Regions from separate parts of the Danio rerio genome. Here all the other regions are linked to region 2. Evidence: chromatin contacts called from public Hi-C data. All regions are on one chromosome and are shown on one strand. Each heading gives the region's core, a stretch centred on a gene start, on an enhancer-like site or on the middle of the called end of the contact. The rest is flanking DNA. Distances are from core to core; before and after follow the strand shown. Region 1 holds the start of sin3b (SIN3 transcription regulator family member B). Region 2 holds the start of acbd6 (acyl-CoA binding domain containing 6). Region 3 holds the start of ndufb11 (NADH:ubiquinone oxidoreductase subunit B11).

Region 1 (3,589 bases), core at 337-2,836, 140 kb before region 2:
GGGAAGTTTTGCTTTGAGGAATATTACCATGGTAATGTCCGAAACACAATAATGAGGTTATGGTACCTTTTCTCTTTTTTTGGGCTCGTGAAAGAGATGTGGGGCATCGAGTTCATTTCTTGTGTATGTGAACCCCCATCATATTGAATGACTTTGCATTTGCTCTCGCTATTCAAGTAATACAATGCCAACATTTTAATCATGGAAGAGAAACTGCAAAGCACCGTCAAGTGTAATGTTTAAACCGATGCACGCATACAAAACGGAAGATGTCGATTTTTCTTCTGTTCTCAAGAACAAAAACCCCAACGAGAGAGAGAAAAAACGCCTAAATAAAGCCTGGAGATGAAAAGAACAGTTACAATGCCCGATGCAACCACTGCAATGCAAAAAAACTGACCCAAAAGCATGCGGTCTAAGAGAAAAACAGACGGTTTATATTCTCTTTGTGGTTTTTATTAATATTCAGTGAGGAAAATAAAGGCTCACTGACTCTTTTAGCTTTGCTGCGTTAGCAATAGTGCTAGTCACAACAACCCCACTACGATTTCACAACAAAAACAAACAAAACGCGATTCGAGCTGCTTTATAACAGATAATGGTTTGAGAGAAACACTTTTGATGTCTTTAAAATACCATGTTAAAGCGAAAAGCGAAATATTCATGACAAAAGCAGCTGTTAGCCGAGCAAAACCCCCCTTTCTGTCTCTCGTCTACGTCAATTAAATTCAAACAAACCGGTGTAATGTCAAACAAACGGAATGTAAAGAGTGATTTCTGGCGGACGCTCAATAAATATCCGCGGGTTTTGCGTTTAACAAAGAGCGGCGGTGAAAACAGGACCGCGCAGAGGGAAAACATCAGACTTTAATACAGCACAAGCACTTCCATTATGTTTGACTGATGAACTAGCGCTGTTTTGAACAGGAATCGGTGCCTTTGGCGACAATACATCGACTTTTCTAGCTTCGGAATGATCTAAATGAGTGCGTAAGATTTTCAAATCCATTACACACACACAGACACACACACACACACACACACACACTGAGTGTGAATGCTTTGATATGCCCCATATGCATATGAACAGCACAGCACTTCCTAATACACAATGCGTTTTGCGAGAGAAGGAAACACATGCACTTGTGACATTGCTTTCTTACCTTTAGTTTCTGAAAGTGCTGCTGCTGGACTTGCTTCTGAACCACATAGGCCTTGTCTTGGATCTGGTTGATTTGCTTCGCAGTGCTGCTGTGAGCCTGAATCTTCGCCATGGTGCGTTTCCTTCCCCACCAACAGCCACCGAAGCCGCGATGTTTTACCGTCCCTCCGTATTTGCGGCTTGTTCTGGCGTGCAAAAATCAGTTCGTTTCGGGGGGCCACCCAGCTCTCTTCCCCCAACAAGTCCAGTCTACTTTACGGACGGCCACCCAGTTACTCCAGTATGGACTTCCAGATCGAGCCCGCAAGTGTGTTCGGAGCTCGCAATCCCTGCTAAAACTACACCATCAAGCGTGCGGATCACTCCTGAGACCCCATCGGTACCAACGGAGAGAACGAGAAACAATGTATGTATTTTTTCTCTCCAATGGTCGTATTATTTAAACAAATGGTGTATGTCTCTTTAAATTCGGCGGCAGCTGTGCGCTCGATCCTAGCGCCCGGAAACGGAGCGAGTTGTGAAGAGTTGGAAGGCGCACGCGCACAAACCGAAAGAGGGCGGAGCGGACGGAATCTCGGCGGCCGCAGGCATGAATGAGATTCTACACACGTTTTTGTTCATCACGGCAGCGCTGCGAAAAGTTGATGTGCGTCCATTTCAAATCTTTTCTGACTCACTCTTTGTTTTGATTTGTAAGCGCGATAAAATATTATGTAGTCTTATTAATTAAATGCTAAAATATCAAGTGTACAATGCTAAAAAATACAATTACTAGCTAAAAATGAGAATAAAATCAACTATATATGAAAAATGTGTATATTAATGCTAAAATAAACAGTATTCTTATTTCAGAAATGTCATTCAGGCGACTGTACACAGTTAAATGCTGCTCAGATGTGGCTTAAATGCATTTGCACAGTAATCTCATCTGTACATGTTGATGTGCTGAGGTGGGTCTTACAACCTTTTATATTGTTGCTCAATAAAATAGTACCATTTTGATGAACAACAACACACATCTTTAAACATTAATAAATAATGTTGGCAATATTGTTGTAAATAAAAGTCACAGACTGAACATTAAGCTTCATAAGACCTCAATATATTGTCTGGTGCCACAGGTATTCAGTTAGTTTGTATTGACTCATAAATCATTATTGCTTGTGGTTAATCATCAAGTACTACAATTTCAGAATCTTATTTAATGTTCTTCTGATAAAAAAAGTCACCAACATCTTCAATGAACTGAGGATGAGTAAATCAAAGTATTTTTTAATTATTGGATGAACTATAATTAACCCAACTGTGGAAAATGCAGCTTTTATCTATATCTGGTTTGTTTTTCAGTATAGTAGTTTATCGCAGCTGGTTAAAATTCACTATCGTCTAATTGAGAATTTACCTGCAGCTGCACTGTGGAAATGTCAAAATTTTAGTGAAATATTTTGAAGTCAGATAAAAATGTCACATATTAAAATTTTCAGCATGTACACTCACCTGACACTTTATTAGGTACACCTTACTAATACCAGATGAACCCTCTTTTGCCTTCACAACAGCGCTAATCTTTTGTGGCATAGAATTATTTCTCAGATTTTGTTCCATATTCACCTGTTAGCATCACACAGTTACTGCAGATTTGGCGACTGTACATCCATGATGGGAATCTCTCGTTCCACCACATCTCAAAGGTGCTCTATTGGATTGAGATCTGGTCACTGTGGAGGCCATTTGAGTACAGTGAACTCATTGTCATGTTTTAGAGACCAGTCTGAGAAGATTCGCGCTTTATGGCATGGCGCGTTATCCTGCTGGAAGAAGCCATCAGAAGATGGGGACACTGTGCTCATAAAGGGATGGACATTGTCAGCAACAATACTCAGGTAGGCTGTGGTGTTGACACGATGCTCAGTTGGTACTAATTGGCCAAAAGTGTGCCAAATAAATGTCCCCCACACCATAACACCACCTCCCCCAGCCTGAACTGTTGCTACAGGGCAGGATGGATCCGTGCTTTCATGTTGTTGATGACAAATTCTGACCCTACCATTCGAATGTTGCAGCAGAACTCGAGACTCGTCAGACCAGACAACGTTTTTACAAACTTTTATTGTCCGGTTTTGGTGAGCCTGTGTGAATTGTAGCCTCAGTTTCCTATTCTCAGCAGACAAGAGTGGCACCCGGTGTGGTCTGCTGCTGTAGCAACTATTGGTTGGCATGTTGTGCATTCAGAGATGCTCTTCTGCAGACCTTGGTTGTAACGAGTGGTTATTTCAGTTACTCCTGCCTTTCTATCATCTGGAACCAGTCTGGCCATTCTCCTCTGACCTCTAGCATCAACAAGGCATTTGCGCCCACAGAACTGCCGCTCACTAGATATTTTCTCTATTCAGACCATTCTCTGTAAAACCTAGAGATAGTTGCGCG
Region 2 (3,702 bases), core at 158-2,657:
CACGGTTGATGGCAGTAATTTATTTCAAAATCGACATTTTATAAAATAGATTTTAGTCTATATTTAACATCAAAAAGTGCATACTACTTTCAAAAAGAAAAGAACACTTATGATTTACAAGCACAAGAGTACAAGAAACTTAAAACGAAAGCATCCACCAGTCCACCTGAGCCCTTCACTCTTGTTTATGAATCTGTTTACTTACATTTTACTCAAATATATTACATGCTGACTCAAGGCCATAAAGAACTGATTCATGACCCCTAAGAGGCCTGCATTCCCGCCTTATGTACTTATATTTTAGCACACCAGGGGGGCACTTTTAGCTTCTGGGCAACATAAAAACCTTCAGCACTACCGCAACAAGACATTTTTAAGAAATGCAGGGAGAAGTAATCTGAGCGTCTGTGACGTGTTTTTCTTTGGTTGAACAGGATTTGGACAGCGGAATAAATGGACACACGTTTGGGAAAATGTGATAAGTTTGCCATCTTGTGGACAATATTTATATTTCAGAATCTGCGCCAAAATCACAATGAACAAAAATAGTAACGTGCTCCTGGTTTATTGCATTTTTATGTCAAATACATTCTGTGGCTGCTTTGATTTGATTTTGATTTATTTATTTTCGAACAGAAATATCATACACAAATTATCCTTAACAAAAAAAAAATAAAAAACTTTAACATGGTGGAAAATGGAGTGGGATGAAGCACAAGCGTTTTATTTTCCCACCCCATTACCACATACATCATTCGTCTATTACTTATTTCTTCCTTTACTCTTCTTTTTACATGAGACATATTTTATCCTTTTGGCATCTTTGACATATTTTGCATTTATTTACATTTTGTAACATATACCACCCCCTCATATATGGCAACATAAGTGTATTACATAATATATACATTGATTTATTGTCCAGGATAAATCATGCTTTATACACTATTGCTACAGTTTTTACTAATTTTGATATCACGTTATTTATTTGTGGTTTCCAACTAAATTATGATCCAATGCAGCACCAAGAAACCTAATTGCATATACTCTTTATGTAACTTCATTAACATTTGAATTATCATATTTGTAAATCTATATTATGAATACTTTTTAATTTCCCAAATAACATAACCTGTTTGTTATGTTTGAACTTGTTTTACTTATATTTATTTAATGATAATTTGTTTACGTTTAAGTTGAAATTCTGTCAAAGTTCTAAATCGCTTCCTATAATATGGTATTGCACAATCGATCTGATTTAATTGGATTTGAACATCATGCGACTGTATAAATATTATTACCTATTAACAGTTGGAACCGTTTTCACCGGGTGCAGGATGCAGTCGCGCCTTTTATTGTGACGTACCATTCACGGACCAATTCTCAAAACAAGTCCGACTGAATCGGATTACGGAAAACGTACTGTAGCAGCCAACTGTCTGTGCCGTTTTTATTACTATTTAATAACAACCAAAGCAAAAAATACTGTTAATAAACCCTGAAGGGTATCTTTATTCTCTTCAATGGCGTCCCGATCTCCATCATCCTCCCCAGACTCAGCGACGGGCTCCGGTACTGATCCAGCCCGGCCTGACACCGGAGAGCCACTCGGCGGAGGCTCTGACTCTGATTCCGATTTCGGATTAGGGAAATTTGATTGCAGTGCTGGCGATGCATCGGCTCGATTAGAAGGGGCAGATCTAGAGAATGAGTTTGAGTCTGCGGCAGACCGGGTCCGAGATCTCGTGCAGACAGCCAGTAGAGAACAGCTGCTGTATCTGTACGCCAGGTTCAAACAGGTAAACACAGAGCTCTCCTCATTGTCATTGCTCACCAAGCTGTAAAATAACTTTCTATTAACATGACAGCTCGTGCAAACACAATACAAAGCGTTAATTTAGTTTAGTCAATATTTTACCAGTAGACAATGGGAGCTAATTAAAAGTTTTCCCAGTAGCCACAAAAACAGTAGTAATTGTGCTGTGATTAAAATTGTGCTTCTGTGTAGTTCTGACAGATGATTGAGGTGAAGTTGGTTTTATATTCACACATTCTGACTTTTCCCTCAAAATTATATTTTCAGAATGATATTGTTTTGAAGTCATACTTGAAAGTAGCGTAGTAAACCATATAGGGAGCATGTCACAAGTTGTCACTGAACGATTGTCTGAATATAAAACCAACTTTACCTCAATTTACAGATAAATGTGCCTGTTGAAATTATGGTAAAAGTAGCGCTTATGTTCGATCATTTGTTCTTTTTTACTCTCTTTTTTACTCTCATTTTATTATTATTATTATTATTATTATTACACAAATTACATTGAAACACATACAAATAGAGAGGTAAAAACAAAAAACAGAGTTTAAAAAAACAAAACAAAACAAAACTGTAAAAATAACTGATGTCAGTCAAATGGCAGATGTGTGTATGTGCGCGCATGTAAAGGTGGTTGACAAGCCAAAATACATAAATAAGAAAACAAAAAAGTATATACATACAACATGCATAACAGTAGAAAGCATTTTATATAGGTTATTTGTTCATTTTTGAACAGTGAAAATTTGTGATTGTCTCTATATTGTTTATTATGCTACAGTACATTGACTATTCGGTCTAAAATTGCATGTAAGTATGACTTGAAAACAACATTAGCACTATTTAATTGACTGTGAACAATGCTGTGCTTTGACAGTCATTTGCTGCTAATATGATTTCACTATTTAGAATTTGCAAGGAAAACTTTTCTTTAATTCTATTATTACGGATAAAGTTCAAATGTGTGAATGAATCACCAACTTTAACCCTAATCTTGTTGAATATGGAGTCTAAAATGCTGGCATAAACTTCCTTAACAGGCCAGAGTTAAAATTGCAATACGTAATGTAATATAATTCATTTGGATAAAAAAACAACAACAAAAAAAAACACATTATTACTATTCCACAGGTTGTCAAAACAGCTTAATCGTGAACTTCACAGTAATGTCATTTTTCAGTGTCAAATGTGCAGGATGCGATTGAGCTGTTAATCAGCTCTACATAAGATGGTACTTTCATGATCCAACTCAATTCGGTTATAAAACTTTCAGACCCCAAATAAGCAAGCCCAAGGAAATAGTGGCGAAAACCCTAAAGTTTTTGAAACACAAATTATGCATTAATGGTTAAACAGAGTTTTATGTTGCTACTATAATACTATCTATATATTATATCAAAATTGGTGCTTTAACAATGCAAGAGTCAGTATAACATTATAAAGTATGTGGTAACACTTTATTTTGATGGTCCATTTGAGTATTAGTAGACAGTCTGCCCTCTTATGTTGATATTGCTGCTTCAACAGACATTTAACTGAGTATAAGAAACTGCAAGTACGTGTCAACTTACACTAACCCTAACCTAACAGTCTACTGATCTAATGAGAATTAGTTTCAATGTAACTTAAATTATTAAACGCACCATCAAAATAAAGTGTGACCAAGTATGTATCTGTTTGTTGAACTTAAGTTACATTGAATCTACATGCCAACTAATTCTTATTATATTATAAGTAGACTGTTAGGTTGGGGTTAAGGTTAGTGTAAGTTGACATGTACTTGCAGTTTCTTATACTCAGTTAAATGTCTGTTGAAGGAGCATTATCATCAGATATTAAGCACACAGTCTACTAATACTCAAATAGACCATAAAAATAAAGTG
Region 3 (3,316 bases), core at 676-3,175, 200 kb before region 2:
GAATAAGAATGTGTGCCCTGCTCTCAATATATCTGTTGCATCTGCAAAGCATAAAAAAGCCCCCCTGGAAAAAAAACTGATGTGTTTATATGATTATGATGATGATGATGATGATGATGATGATGATGATGAAATGAGTGCAATCGATTCCAAACAAATGTCCAATAGTAATAAAAGTTATTTAAATCTCTCTCTATCTTTCCACCCTGAAAGTTCTGTTTACATTATTTGTATATTTTAATAGATTCCCTAGATCTATATTATATTATTTTAGTTTTTTACTATTATTACAATTTTCTTGATCCAATGTTATGTTTTCAAATAGAGAAGAAAACCTCTCCTTTGTATTTCACACATGCTGTTTAATAAATTAGATTTTGACATCTCATACGAGGCTTTAATTTGCAAATAAACATTTAATAACAACTTGTAACATCATATTCTGTACATAGCTTTTGTTTGTATTGTGTTCATGTTTTACCGGAACCATACCTGAATCTACAAATAAGAGTGAACGGCAGACAAACTAGGACTCAGTCTGCTTGTTTGGTGCGCATAAAGGCTCAAGTACACCCACAAATACATGCCAAAGCGTTCAGTGCAAATAACAGTGGGCTCATAAATGCACACTTACCCGTGATCTGGTAAATAGTGAATGAAAGTGCTTCCAACAACAATGACCAAAGAAATGGAAAAGAAAAATGCCAATTTCATGTTCCATTCATCCACAATTGGTTCGTCATGATGGAAGCCGTGAAAATCTGGATTCTGAAAAGCAAAGATAAACATGTTCTATTGATAAACCAGCATTTATAGGATTATGAAGCAAAGTAACACTGAAAAACATTTCTCCAAACATATATTTATCATTTTAATATTGCTGATCACATTGCATGACTGCTGCAACAACCAAACGGACTAGAATAGAACCATTTCACAAGAATAGCGATGAATGCACAATAAAATCCAGTGAAAACTTTGGCAGAAATAATTTACATCCAATTTTTAATTAAGCTAAAGTTGACTTTATATTCGCACATTCGTTCATTTTTGAATGAATTTGAAACTTGTGAGACAGTCTATATATTGTTTATTATGCTACTTCGGCCTGAAATCTTATGTAAATATGACTTAAAAACAACATTAGCTCTATTTAATTGGCTGGAAACAATGTTGAACTTTGATAGTGAAATTTAACCACACTAAACTAAACTGAACTGCATCTCTGAAAACTAGAACTTCTAAGTTAAGCTGCTTTGACACAATCTACATTGTAAAAGTGCTATAGAAATAAACGAGTGAAGTAAAATAGTCATTGACTGCTAATAGGGTTTGACTATTTAAAATGTGCAAGCAACACACTTTTCTGAAATTATTTTAAGGAGAAAGTCCAAATGTGCGAATATAAAACCAACTTAACCGCATTCTCTTTTTAACATGCAATATAATGCATACACCAAGAGATGCTATGTATGCACAATATAAACAGTAGTGTTCACAATGTAAATATACATCAGTGCAGGTCATTTAGAGAATTAAGAAAGAATTTATCAAACAGACACATTTGTTAAACAATACTCACGCACCTCTTGTCAACTGAGCCACATTTAAATGTGCCCCAAGCATCGTACACATGTTTGTGGTCCTCTTACCTTGTCAAACGGGCTGACCTCTGCGTGTCCATGACTGTCCTGAAGCGGCGGAGCAAAGGGCCGCAGATCAGCAGGCACCGAAGCTCCGGACGCGCTAGACTGCGGCGTCTGAGATACAAAGCGGCTCCCGAGCGCCGAGCTCAGACGAACCCGGGACAAAGCAGGGTAGATTCGGCTCAGACGTGAGAGCATTCTCCCGACTTTTCTGTACTCGAAGTGGTTTCGAGACAGCTACCGCTTCGAGTTATTTTTTTCCGGGTTAAAAATGAAGACGGAAAGGTTTTCACCGTGCCTTACCGCCATCTAGTTTACCGGATGCGCCATAACATGGGGGTTATTGCTGAACAGCAGATGTCTCTGTTTCACGAATCACGACTTTTATTCGTGTGTTTGTTCACAAACTCTAAACCGGATCTGTTAAATCATGTTTGAAAAATAATATCTATAGCAGGGGTGTCCAAACTCGGTGCTGGAGGGCCGGTGTCCTGCTTCAACACAGCTGCCTGGAAGTTTCTAGTAGTATATATCTAGTAAGAGCTTAGTTAGCTGGCTCAGGTGTGTTTGATAAGGGATGAAGCAAAACTCGTCAGGACACTAGCTCTCCAGGACTGAGTTTGGACACCCCTGATCAATAGGTTTGGCAGTGAACTAATTTTGGAAAAGTTTAGTTTTGTTTCTTGCAAGATCTCTACTGATTATAAAACTTCTGTTGTTGTGTTTCATTCTAATAATAAACCCATGTGTTGGGAACACAGTATTACTATTTTAATACCAAATTTGACTTATATATATATCATTAAATACACCTAGACCTAGCACAATGCAAGTTATTGTCTTAAAATGTATGACTTTTTGTATACGAAATGTCTGTAAAAGTGTTATGCTTTGGTCTTCATTTTAGTTTACTATTAGTATTGGATTGCTAAATTTTAAGTTACGCTACTTTAAGGTACATGAGTGCCACACAGTTGTCTTCATAGGTTTTGTTATCTGACTGCAGAAGCAGGAAGTTCTCAAAACCACAGACGCTTCAGCTCTTCAACATGTTCCTCCCTCGCAAGAAATCCAGTTTACACGCATGAGCCTTTGCAAATCTCACATTCAAAAACAAGTATTCTGATGCTACAGATTAGACCACCAGTTCCTTTTTTTGCTGCAATGCACACATACTGAAAATACTTCAAAATTTATTCAGCGTACATCTTACTCTACACAAGAAACTCATGAGTCAATCAGATAATTATGTAACAACTACAGTACAACACGTTTCACTTAATGAAGTGTATAAAAACGGAATATTAACAAACAATGACAGTAATAAAAAGCATCACGACTGAGGTCTTGGCGCCTTTTAAAAACAACTTCCTTTCATTCAAATCAGTCTTAGCAGTGAGAATGCGAGATTTTTTTTCCTTCTGAGGTTAAGGTATTTCCATTTGTCCGTTTGTAGACAAGCGCCTGTCTGCTTCACACCCTCCTCTACTTTCCATGTTTTCTTTGCTTTCCTCGTCCTGCTCCTCTGATTTCTGCTTCTGACGCAATGCTGGATCTTTCTGTGAAGGGATGCGAAAGCTGGAGAAAGATCCACCCGAGGAACGCTTTTCTAGATGAAAGCAAACAGGAGGTGAAAAAAATAAAGGGAAGTTAGAGGTTAGAGTGAAATG

Evidence for each region. A called contact is a pair of places that touch in the nucleus more often than the background predicts.
Region 1: a Hi-C map of hematopoietic stem cells shows a contact between it and region 2, with 3 times the contacts expected there. The contact joins the promoter of sin3b here to the promoter of acbd6 in region 2. A contact is called at or near these places in 7 of 18 Hi-C or Micro-C datasets (caudal fin, embryo, hematopoietic stem cells and 1 more) and 2 of 4 datasets of contacts at active chromatin or transcription factors (caudal fin and embryo).
Region 3: a contact with region 2 is called in a Hi-C map of an unstated tissue, with 4 times the contacts expected there. The contact joins the promoter of ndufb11 here to the promoter of acbd6 in region 2. A contact is called at or near these places in 1 of 18 Hi-C or Micro-C datasets (an unstated tissue) and 1 of 4 datasets of contacts at active chromatin or transcription factors (embryo).

The regions. Positions count from the first base shown.
Region 1 is chr8:16,000,014-16,003,602 of GRCz12tu, forward strand. It overlaps sin3b (SIN3 transcription regulator family member B), which reads right to left and starts at 1,587. Exons shown (of 19, transcript NM_001044945.1): 1 at 1,164-1,587. The coding sequence starts at 1,274.
Region 2 is chr8:16,142,663-16,146,364 of GRCz12tu, forward strand. It overlaps acbd6 (acyl-CoA binding domain containing 6), which reads left to right and starts at 1,408. Exons shown (of 8, transcript NM_001025455.1): 1 at 1,408-1,799. The coding sequence starts at 1,524.
Region 3 is chr8:15,944,711-15,948,026 of GRCz12tu, forward strand. It overlaps ndufb11 (NADH:ubiquinone oxidoreductase subunit B11), which reads right to left and starts at 1,926. Exons shown (of 3, transcript NM_001044981.1): 1 at 1,653-1,926; 2 at 635-768. The coding sequence starts at 1,844. def6a (DEF6 guanine nucleotide exchange factor a) reads right to left here. Exons shown (of 11, transcript NM_201040.1): 11 at 2,798-3,255. The coding sequence ends at 3,074.